Regions from separate parts of the Ovis aries genome. Here region 1 is linked to region 2. A link is a contact called in public Hi-C data. All regions are on one chromosome and are shown on one strand. The core of a region is the stretch at or near the end of the contact, and the rest is flanking DNA. Distances in the headings are between cores, read along the strand shown.

Region 1 (2,736 bases), core at 129-2,628, 360 kb after region 2:
CCAAACACACTGATTTACCGTTGATGACCAAAAACAAAAAATGCTTAAGGTAAGCCCACTTTTTGGTTTTCCAGCTTAATACGGATTCGTAAGGCAGGAAATATTTATAATTCATAAAAATGCTTCACATTTAATGCAAAAAATTTACGCCCACATGGAACCTACAAAGTACTCTACCCAAAAAGTAATTGTAATAGCCGATAATTAGTATTAACAGAACACATCCTATTTGTCAGGTATTTCCATATACGTTATTCCTCTTTTGGGTATCCTTTAAAAAGTCCACTTTTAAGTTATCAGTCAATACCCCAGAAGAAACGAATGCTCATAGAGATTACAGGTAGGTACATGGTCTCCACAGAAGGCCGATGTAGACATCAAGCCCATCCACTACGAGACGCTTCCCTGAGTGTAAGGACATGGCCCGAACTCCTCTTCTGACTTCCACCCTCAAGCAGGGCTGGGACCCAGGCCGAGGTCGGCCACCGCAGTCCCCTTCCCCCCTCCCCGCAACGCTGGGTCACCTAGGAGCAGACAGTCCCCGCGCGCCGCTGCCGGCGCGGCCCGGGTCCCGCAGGCCGGCTTTCAGCTCCGAGACCTCCACCTGCAAGGTCAGAGGTCAGGGCTCAGCCGGCCGCCGCGGGGGGCCGACCCGGGGCGCCCCCGCCGCAGTGTGAAGGGCCCCACTTCCGCCGAGCCCAGGACGCCGGCTCGCTCCCCTGCGGCTCCCCGCCCACGCCTCGCCCCGGCGCTCCGCGGCCTCGGCGCTCCGCGGCGCACAGCCCGCAGCCGGCTGTCAGGGGTGCGGCCGCCTCGAGGGCGCCCTCGCAGGTGGGGGCCGCCGCGCTCGTCAGCGTCCTCCCCGCCACCATGTGCCGAGTTTCAGCCCGACTTTGGCCTAGAGACACTCCTCTAGCTTAGACGCCCGGGAGCGCCGGCCCGCGCTCCGGGCCTCCGGGCGGGGCCGCCGCCCGCAGCCACGCCGGCCCGCCCCGCCCCCACTGCCTAGGCCGCGCCGCCACCCGCGCCCGCCGCCCGCACTCACTGAACATCCCAGGCGGCTCCCGCTCCCCCCGCCGCCGCTGCCGCCGGGGTCGCCCCGCGTCCGCCTCCGTCGCCTTCGCGGCAGGCTCGCTATCCGCGGCCGGCTCAGCCGGACCCCCGAGCCCCGAGCCCCGCCGCCCCCGCGGCGGCTCTGGGCGGCCGCCCCATGACTGACTAACGCGGAGCCGCCGCGGGCTGGGCCGGGCCGCTCGGGCCTCGACGCGCAGCTGTCTCCGCCAATGGGCGCGGCGCCTCGGCGCTCGGCTGGCGATGCCTGGCGCGCGCGCCGCCCCGCCCCCGCGCTCCTTCCGCCCCTCCCAGCGCCGCGCCGCCCAAACCCGGGCGGCTGGCTTTGGGCGGAAGGAGCGAGGCCCTCACGTGGTAGCTCCGGAGTCGCTCCCGTTGTTGCTGTCAGGCCCCGCGAGGTCCGGGACTGACCGCCGGGAGAGCTCCCGACTCGGGGACTGACCTCCGACCAGTCCGCTGCGCCTCACGGCGGGGCCTGCGTGAGTTCCTCACCTGGGGTTGCCGGCAGGTGAGTCCCCTCCCGGCCGGCCTTCCGCCCCGATCGCGGCTCCTGCCAGGTGACCACGTCCCTCCAGGTGAGCTCCCCACCAAGGCCCGGTCCTCCCCGCTGGTCGCTCCTCCGGCGTCCTCTCGCCTGCCTCCTGGCTGTTAGCTTCCTTGAGCTCCTCAGGGTTCCGGCGTGTGAACGCGCAAGACGGACGCGGCTTTGCTGTCCTCGCGGGTTTGTGGTCCTCAACCCGACTTCCCACGCGCGTTCGCAGAGATCGTTGAGGTCACCGGGAGCCCAAGGTTGGCAGGTCTAGGAGAGTTGTCTGGGGCGTCTTTGTAGCCAGTTCTTCAGACGCTTTTTAAGTACTTGGTAGCTGTCGTGATGGTCGACATTGAATTTCACAGTTAAGTTAGTAACTGTTGGATGTATATTGGATGTTTTGACACACGGCAGACTGACATCTTTTGACTGTTCTGGTCTCTGTAACAGAGGAATAGTATCATTCCTTATTCCCTTGTAAAATTGCCTATAGAGAATTAATTCTGAAGGTAGGTCTGGAGAATTTCGGACCCCTTAGATTAAAGAAATCCAGTGATCCAGCTCTCAGTAGATCAAACTCTTTTCGTTTGAGAGTATTTAAAATAGAATCTTGAGGCCGCGATTTTGCCTCCATATTTCACTGGTCCTATTTGGTTGCTGTTTGCAGTGCTGTGGTCCGTCCTTCAGTCGTTTCCGACTCTTTGTGACTCTGTGGACTGTGGCCCACCAGCTTCCTCTGTCCACGGGGTTCTCCAGGCAAGAATACTGAAGTGTGTTGCCATGCCCTTCTCCAGGGGATCTTCTGGACCTGGGGATGGACTTGCATCTCTGTGTCTCCTACATTGCAGGCATATTCTTTATCCACTGAGCCACCTGGGATCTCTATTTCAGTATTAAGTACCATGAAAACCTTTCTCCTTTGAGGAGCTGACTTGTTTACTTTAATAGAATGAGAATGATTTAATCTGATGTTTTCCATTTTTACTATGACTTTTAGGAAACTCAAAGCTACATTTATCTCAGTTTTATAGGATTATAAGTGGTTGGTATGTTTGTATTGGTGCTTTAGTCATAATTTTTTTTGTATTGTATTTTTCCAACATTAATTGTTTAACTGTATTCTGTAGAGTCTTTAG
Region 2 (2,724 bases), core at 130-2,629:
CTGTCCAAAGCCACATTCCCCTAAAGTGGAGTGCGGAGGGGCGACGACTACAGTTTTCTAGGGACTCTTCGGCACAGGTACATCCTGAGATTTTGTCAGCTTTCCCCAGACGCCAGCTCAGCCCCACCGGCGAGGCCCCCGCGGGTCAGGAGTGAAAGCTCCATCCCCGGCAGGTCAGCCTGCCTCCCAGCCGGCAGCGCTGGCCTCCCGCTGGACACCTGCGGCCGCCGCCGCCTAGTTACACATTCACCCCGACCCGGGTTGATCATTGCAGCTCAGAGGAAGTCCTTCGTTGGCCGAGTGCCCCAGATGACGACGGCCACGTCTTTGCGGAGGCGGCCCACCTGGCAAAGGGCGGCCTGCCTCTCCGAGGCGGGCACTCAGCCTCCTCTGTGCGGGAGCGGACCGTGATGCTCAGCCCCGGACACCCCCAGCCCCTCCCGGTCACCTCCGGGCCTGCGGGCCGCCGACGGCTCCCCACCCCTGCAGCCACCGCAGGGGCCGCCCGCCCCCGCGCGCCCCGCCCCGGCTCCGCTGCGCCCCGCCCCGGCTCCGCTGCGCCCCGCCCCGGCTCCGCTGCGCCCCGCCCCGGCTCCGCTGCGCCCCGCCCCGGCTCCGCTGCGCCCCGCCCCGGCTCCGCTGCGCCCCGCCCCGGCTCCGCTGCGCCCCGCCCCGGCTCCGCTGCGCCCCACGGCCGGCCCCGCCCCAGCCGGCCCGCGCGCGCCCCCCAGCGAGCGCCGGGTCTCCGCCCCTCCCCTCCCCGCCGCCCCGCCCCTCCCCTCCCGGCCGCCCCGCCCCTCCCCTCCCCTCCCCGCCGCCCCTCCCCTCCCCTCCCCGACGCCCCGCCCCTCCCCTCCCCGCCGCCCCTCCCCTCCCCTTCCCTCCCCGCGCGCCCCCAGCGAGCGCCGGGTCCCCGCCCCTCCCCTCCCCGACGCCCCGCCCCTCCCCTCCCCGCCGCCCCTCCCCTCCCCTCCCGGCCGCCTCTCCCCTCCCCTCCCCTCCCGGCCGCCCCTCCCTCCCCTCCCCTCCCGGCCGCCCCTCCCCTCCCCTCCCCGCCGCCCCTCCCCTCCCCTCCCCTCCCGGCCGCCCCTCCCCTCCCCTCCCCACCGCCCCTCCCCTCCCCTCCCGGCCGCCCCTCCCCTCCCCTCCCCTCCGCGCCCGGACAGCGGGGCGGGGCCGTGCGCCTGCGCGGAGCCCGCAGTCCGGCGGGGCCGCAGCAGCTGGGGGCCGGCAGTTGCCGCGGGGACCGCGGGCCCCTCCCTCCTCCGCTTCGCTGCCCCTCGCGTTCCCCACCGAGGCGCGGCCGACTCCCCGGCCTCCCTGCCGCCGGCCCGGCGGAGCCGCAGCGGCGCCCCGCGAGAGGCGGAGCCGCTCCCAAGATGTCGCAGACGGCCATGTCCGAGACCTACGGTACGGGGCGGGGGGCGCGGGCCGGGGCCGGGGGCGTGGGGACCGGGATCCCAGTGCTGGGGCGCGGCCGCCCGAGGGTAGCCCGGCTATGTGATCTGCTTCTCCGAGGGTCTGCCTGCTGCTTCTCCGCGTACTTGCCGGTAGGGTTTCCGTTTCTTGGTCTGATGTTAGTTCAGGGTTTAGGGAAGCCCATTAGAGACTGCGATGCTGTCCCCAGCGAGGGATGTGAAGGACTTGGGACGACGCCTGCAGTTGAGTGTGTTCTTCGACTCTTCCACTTTGACCTTTCCTTGCTTGAAATTCCTTCCTTTGCACGCAAATTACAAGGACTTATGGACAGGCATTTCTTCCTTCCGAGACCTTTCAAGCTGTATGGTGGCTGTTTATAAATGTATCTTTGCAAGACTATAAACACCTCGGAAGCAGAGCCTGTTCTGCTTGATCTTTGCTTCTTCTGTAGCACTCACACCCGAAGGCAGCCAGCAGACATTTTTTTTTTTAAATAAACGAAAGCCTTCCCAATTCATAATCTGTGTGTTTTTGTCCTGCGTGGTAAAAATAAACAATAGAGTACATCTCTGCTTTGTATCAAGGTTTACTAGTGTTTACCAGTCTGGAGTCACTCTGAGATTGGGCATTCTCAGATTAAGTCTGATTTTGATTTTACAGCCCCAGGGAGGGGCTCGAGTTCAAAAACATTACCTCTAGTCAAATTCGTCATGTCTTCTTCCGTGTGCCCTGGCGTGCTGCCCCTTTCTGTCAGCAGATAGGTGTGGACCGGCTTTACGGGCTGGTGTGGTTTCCAACAGTGCAAGGTACCCTCCTGCACTGTTCTGGTCTTGGCAAGCTAGTCCATTGGGGGATACAGTGTTAATCCACTTATGATACTAGTGAATATTAAAAAAAAAAAAAACCCAGGCTGGAGTTCTGAAGGAATATGGTCTCTGAAGGTATGTTAAAAAGAAATGTGACTCAGACCTGAGGCACGGAGGCATTAACTGGTCTACAAGTGCCCAGGCCCTGAGGGATCCAGGATGCCTGTAAGAGGACTGTGGCTGAGGCCCCTCAAGCACCCAGGCATTTGCTCCACCTTCAGCCACTCCTGTGCCTGGTACCTGCCTTGTTCTTGGTAACACTGGGAGCAAGACAGCTATTCCTAGAAGGTTTAGGGAGTCGGAAACCACACCCCTGGCTTGTAAGGATCAGTGTTGTCAGAGCTTCTAATGTTACTGTACTTGCCACATCCACGTGGTCTGCCTCTCTATAGAGAACCATAGTCAGATTTCCTAAAAAAAAAAAAAAAAAATCCATTTC

The links. Hi-C and Micro-C count contacts between places; a contact is called where the count stands out from the background.
Region 1: a contact with region 2 is called in a Hi-C map of hypothalamus, with 3 times the contacts expected there. The contact joins the promoter of URB2 here to the promoter of RAB4A in region 2. A contact is called at or near these places in 3 of 16 Hi-C or Micro-C datasets (blood, hypothalamus and muscle).

The regions. Positions count from the first base shown.
Region 1 is chr25:1,132,251-1,134,986 of ARS-UI_Ramb_v3.0, forward strand. URB2 (URB2 ribosome biogenesis homolog) reads left to right here and starts at 1,379. Exons shown (of 10, transcript XM_042240854.1): 1 at 1,379-1,579. It overlaps TAF5L (TATA-box binding protein associated factor 5 like), which reads right to left and starts at 1,255. Exons shown (of 6, transcript XM_042240859.2): 1 at 1,046-1,255; 2 at 525-604.
Region 2 is chr25:776,962-779,685 of ARS-UI_Ramb_v3.0, forward strand. It overlaps RAB4A (RAB4A, member RAS oncogene family), which reads left to right and starts at 1,380. Exons shown (of 7, transcript NM_001161863.1): 1 at 1,380-1,410. The coding sequence starts at 1,380.